Regions from separate parts of the Callithrix jacchus genome. Here region 1 is linked to region 2. Evidence: chromatin contacts called from public Hi-C data. All regions are on one chromosome and are shown on one strand. The core of a region is the stretch at or near the end of the contact, and the rest is flanking DNA. Distances in the headings are between cores, read along the strand shown.

Region 1 (2,818 bases), core at 148-2,647, 130 kb before region 2:
GAACGATGTCTGGTGTATAGTGGGTGCTCAATTCACATTTAACAATGAATCCATTAACATGAAAGTCATTGGGTATGTGTTGCGTGCTTGCCATGCTGTGCCCTGAGGATTAGAAAGGCAGATTATAGGATAATGTGTGTAAAGCATGTAGCTGGGTGCCTGGCACATGTTAATTCAATAAATGTTAGCAAGGAGGGTGACGGTGCAGTCATGATCCCTGTCAGGGACATCACAAAGAAAGCAGCAGAATATTTCTGAGCTAAGCTCTGAAAACTAGACTGTGAGTGCAGTGGTCAGGGAAGTCTTTATCCAGCTGATGGGCTTAGCTGGACCCTGAAAACAGGGTGGATTTTTAAATCATTCATTTATTTAAGCATTTATCAAGTACCTACTATGCCCTGGAAACTGCTAAGCACTGAGATACAAGATGAATGAGGCATAGTCCCAGCTCCTAGGAGCACACACACTAGTAAGGGGTTCAGAGAGCTTGAAAAATAATGGCAAGTGTCCCTTGTGCCTTCTTATAAGAATCCGTTATTGTATAACACTGAAGAGAGACAGAAAACAGCGGAAGCAAGAATAATAATGAACTGTGGGGTTATGACCAGAAGTCTGAACTGAGGGGTGCAGAATGGTCTCTTCCACCTGGGAGGGGGGAACTACAAAGGGCTTCCGGGAGGAAGTGATGGGGAAGAGGAGATCAGCCATTCTGTTTTGGGGAGCAGCAGTTTTGGGGTGTAGTGTGTGCAAGGCGGGAAAGAGAGAGGCCTGAGCTAAGGGAGAGAATGGGAGAAGGGAGAGAAAGCAGAAAGAGAGCACAAGGCCAGGTGGTGAATGAGCCGAAAAGGCTCATGAAGCATGGAGACTCTGGGAGGTTTTTGTGCACTGGAGGATGGTGATAAAAAGCCATGGTTTAGGGCAAGTGTTTCCTTAGTAGTGGGCAGGATGTTGTGGCCTAGGAGAGAGGAAGAAGGGAATTAGGAGGCTAGGGGTGTATTTGGGGTGGGGGAGGTAGAGAAGGCAATTAATTACAGAACATCAGAGCTGGAGCAAACTTAAAGGTCCTCTATCTAAGTCCACAGCTTCGTAAGAGGAAACTGAGGTCTAGAGAGGAGTAGGGCTCAGAGGTTAGCCTCCAAGCCCGGATAATCTCAAGTTTCAAAGTTCTGAGGCTTCCCCTGGAAGGCAGGCAAGAGCAGGACCAGGACCAAAGCTACAGGGTGGGGGAGGGACGGAGCTCGCCGCAGCGCAGCCCAGGGAGCCTGGAGGAGGGGAGGAGCCCCTCCCTGCTCCTTTCTCCTTCTCCTCTTCCCCTGCCTCCGCCCAGGTTCCTGTCCTGCCAGCGCAGCCCCGCAGCGGCCATCCTGGAGTTGTTTGAGGAGCAGAACGGCAGCCTGCAGGAGTTGCACTACCTCATGACTGTTATGGAACGGCTGGACTGCGCCTCCGCCATCCAGAACTACCTGAACGGGACACAGGGAGGCAGCCCTGGCCCCCAGCGCGGGGGCGCTCAGGATAACCAGGGCCTGGAGATGGACGAGAAGCTCTGAGCGCCGCCACGGGCAGGGCCGGGGAGGTGTGGGGGCGAGAGGGGTTGTCCCCCACACCTAAGAAGAACACAGCAGCTGTTCCTGGCCGTGCCCACCAGCCTTCCCTGAACCCTCTGACGGTGCCCGGGACGTCCGCGCCCGTCTTCCAGCAGTAAGACCGCCCTTCGGGTCGCAGACTGTCCCGCGTGCGGGTCCCCTCCTGGCCGGCAGAGGGCGCGGGAGCCCAGGAGATGGCCTCAGCGTGGCCCGCCTGCCGAAACTGACCAGGGGACGGCCAGTGTCTCCGCGTGCACTTTAGGGCCCCTGAGGCCCCAAGTACTCAGCACTTAGGAAGACCCAGCACTGGGCTGGTGTCATGAAGAATACTGGAATATAGGAGGTAGGGTCTGGAGCCCTGCCAAGCACACAGTTCTTTCACGGGAGCCAAGTGCAAACTCTAAAACAGCCCTGCACTGTCTTTAGGGGATTTGGGTGTGGCTTTAGGAGTCGAAAGGGGAAGAGCTGAGTGTGGGGTGGAGCAGCGAGGATGCTTCACGGAGGATGTTGGCGAGAGAGGATTTGACTTGCAAGTGGTTTGGAGATCTTTAAGTGCGAGTGGAGGAAGAGGGTGGCTGGACGTAGGGTAGGAGCGGAGAGTGGGCATGGGAGCCCAGCCCTATGGGTGAGACCCGGGTAGGACGAGGCTTCCCGGCCAGGCACGCTTGGCTGTCTGCCTCCGCCTCTACTAACTTCCTTTCTTTCTTTATCCTCCCGCCTGGGCCTCGTCTTCCCCTCTCGCTGGCATTATCTCTATCGAAAACATGAAAGCTGAGTAGAAACTTCAAGATGATCATTCTGGCCCAACCCTTTTATCTCTTTATCTCCAGCTGTGTGCGTTTTAAGTCTCTCTGACTTGGTTTTTCTGTCCCTGCCTCCCACAGTTGTTCCCTCTCTGCACCTGTTTCTGTTATTCTCTCTCCCTTGTCTAAGATCTTTTTGTCTTTGCTTAGTCTCTGTGGCCTGTCTTTGTGTGTTTCTTTCTCTGTCTGAAACCCCCAGTCTTTTCCCTTCAGGCAAGTGCCTCTAAACCAGTGTTATGTATCAAAGACTGTTGAAAGAGAGGGCTACTCTAGGTATGGATGGGTGGGGATATTTTCCCCATGGATTAAGATCCAGTTTAGGGTCGGGAAATAAAGGATAGGGATGAAAGAGCACCCCATTCAGTCAGCAGATACTTATTCAGCACCTGGTGTTGTTAATTTGTTCAAAGACAGGCAAACAGTCTCTCT
Region 2 (2,700 bases), core at 82-2,581:
TCAGCACTCAGCTGGATGAAGTACTCTTTTAGAGTCCCTTTCACCCTCGCCATTCCCTCTTTGGAGACATTTCTCTCATTCCCAGGACTTTGGCCATTGCAATTGGGCTGCTGCTTCTCTTTCTTGTGCATCTTTGGCCACGAAAGAAGCGGCTATGAATCAGCAGGATTGGTTTTAAGCAATGGCGTTTGGAGACAGCTGCTTACCCAGTGTAATTTTGTAGGCTCAGGGAAGGGACTTTACTCCCTATGCAAGTCCCAGAATACCTCCTTTATCAGCCTTTTGGTGTTTGGGATTGCTTTACTGTGGACAAAGCCTTTCATTCCACAATGAAGGATCAAAAATAGAAATGAATGCACATGTGTTTGGCATTGCCCATAACAAGCTGTTCTTGGCCTCCATGCTGTTGCTCGTGCTGTGCCCTCTGCCAGGAATATCCTCCCTGTGCCCTCAATTCCCTTATACTGATCCTTTAAGAGTCAGTATAAGCATTTCTTACCCTCGAGGATGCCGTAATTGGTTTCTCTTGATTACAAGAAACACAGTTACAAAGAGTTGCAGCTCAAATAAAGGCTGAGCAGGGTTGTGACACTTGGAACATGAACCCCAGGATGAAGATGAGGAGCGGACCTAACTATCTGCTTGTACAGTCTATCTCTCTGAAACAGACTTTAAGATCTTGAAAGTAGGGGTCATGTCTTACTCATTTTTGACAGCTCAGACCTACCACAAAGCTCAGTACTTAATAGATATTTGTTGAATAAATGAATGAATGAATAATTGAATCCTAAGTATGGATGAAAGATGTGGGCTCTGTCTTTTAGGGATTTACAGTCTAGTTGGGAACTAGAAAACAGGTAAAATTTAAGTAATATAAGGGATACGCAGTGCAAAACAAGGGTTAAAAACTGGTACAAAGCTTGCAAGATGAACACATCAAAGGCATCTTAGGGGAGATGAGATTTAGTTAGCAACAGGCCTGAGAAAGGCTTCAGTTCAATTGACTAAGATGTTTCTGAGTGCAGAACGTAGACTTTTAGTTGGGAAATTGAAGTGACCATTGAAGTAACGTATAATTTCCTAAAGGTTCCACAAAGGATGAAGGACAACAAAGGGCAGCTAGGGGAGCCTCAGAGTAGGACTCAGAGGTCCTTGTCACTTGGCCAAGGTCTGGCCTGCAGCATCAGGTGCATGAGATCCTGCTCCAATGCCCCTGGACTCATGAGTAACTCTAGTGGCCTTATCTGAGTGGCTGAGTAGAGCAAGGAGTGTGCCTTGCTGAGTTACTGCCAGCTGCCTGTGGTGGAAAAACAGGCAGGCCTCTGGGCGGCCTCAGGAGTCTACAATGAACAAAGAAAGTCATTCTGATGCTTCCAGATTTTACTGAGTTAAATCAAAGGCCGAGAGAGGAGAGGTCTTTGCAGTTCTTTGTTTTAGAGGCTGGCCCCTGGGCGAGTCCCTTATCAGACTCTGTTCTATTTAGATATGTGTCTTTGAACCTTCCTGCAGAAAGTGATGTCCTTTGACAGACTCCCTGGGCTTGCCAAGGATAAACAGTGAGCAGTTGTGAGGGATTCCCAGGGTCTCTTCTCCCATAACGTTTACTGTCAGTCCTGCACACCTGAAACTTCATCTTTTCTTCTACTCAAAATAGAGAAAGTGGGAGCCTAAATGAACCCACTGAGCCCAGCCCCCTCAATAAGGAAACTGAGGCTCAAGAAAATGAATCTTTCTTCTTATTCATGTAGTGCCTTGAGTTTATCCTGTTTTCCCACATATGCTTACATGGTTTTCCATTTCCTTCATTAAACAGCCCTTTAGGAAGGGCCTACTATGTGCCAGGCACTGTTCCAGGCATTGGATGGGTATATGGGTTTGGCTGCAAGTAACAATACTCAGCCAGTAGTGGCCTAAACTCTTACCGGAAAGGGGTCCCGATCCAGACCCCAAGAGTGGGTTCTTGGATCTTGTGTGAGAAATAATTTGAGGCAAATCCATAAAGTGAAAGCAAGTTTATTAAGAAAGTAAAAGAATAAAGAAAGGCTACTCCATAGGCAGAGCAGCCCCAAGGACTGTTGATTGCCCATTTTAATGGTTACTTATTGATTATGTGCTAACGAGGTGGACTATTCATGCCTCCCCTTTTCAGATCACATAGGGTAACTTCCTGATGTTGCCTTCGCATTTATAAGCTGTCATGGCACTGGTAGGAGTATAGCAGTGAAGACCACCAAAGGTCACTCTCTTTGCCATCTTGGTTTTGGTGGGATTTAGCCAATTTCTTTACTGCAAGTTTTATAAGCAAGGTCTTTATGACCTGTATCTCGTGTGGCCGACCTCCTATCTCATCCTATGACTTAGAATGCCAAACCATCTGGGAATACGGCCCAGAAGGTCTCAGCCTTATTTTATCCAGCCCCTATTCGAGATGGAGTTGCTCTGGTTTAAACACCTCTGACAAAACAATGCGGACATTCCTTAGCTCATCAAAAATAAGAAAGAAGTCCAGGGCTGTGGTCTTTAGGGGCTGTAGACATCACAGCTCAGTGGTGCCAGGAAGGGCCATGCTTGGTGTGTCAGTGATGTCTCCCCTCAGATGGCAAGGTGGCCGTCACAGTCCCCATCTACAGCCTAATGTTCACAAAGACAGAAGCAAGGCAGAACAGGGAGCTTCACTTTGCTCTTTTTTTCTCTTTTAAA

The links. Hi-C and Micro-C count contacts between places; a contact is called where the count stands out from the background.
Region 1: a contact with region 2 is called in a Hi-C map of skeletal muscle, with 6 times the contacts expected there. The contact joins two enhancer-like sites. A contact is called at or near these places in 3 of 3 Hi-C or Micro-C datasets (induced pluripotent stem cells and skeletal muscle).

Annotation. Positions count from the first base shown.
Region 1 is chr4:49,515,235-49,518,052 of calJac240_pri, reverse strand. It overlaps UNC5CL (unc-5 family C-terminal like), which reads left to right. Exons shown (of 9, transcript XM_008994385.5): 9 at 1,328-2,818. The coding sequence ends at 1,550. Among named protein-coding and RNA genes, the nearest start is that of UNC5CL, 10 kb to the left of the region's middle. Within about 2 kb of position 1,397, at least 7 of the 16 cell types and tissues checked have an H3K27ac peak or open chromatin away from gene starts, as enhancers often do. A contact at or near this core is called in skeletal muscle, where this site is marked.
Region 2 is chr4:49,380,797-49,383,496 of calJac240_pri, reverse strand. No RefSeq gene overlaps it. Among named protein-coding and RNA genes, the nearest start is that of UNC5CL, 140 kb to the left of the region's middle. Within about 2 kb of position 1,331, at least 5 of the 16 cell types and tissues checked have an H3K27ac peak or open chromatin away from gene starts, as enhancers often do. A contact at or near this core is called in skeletal muscle, where this site is marked.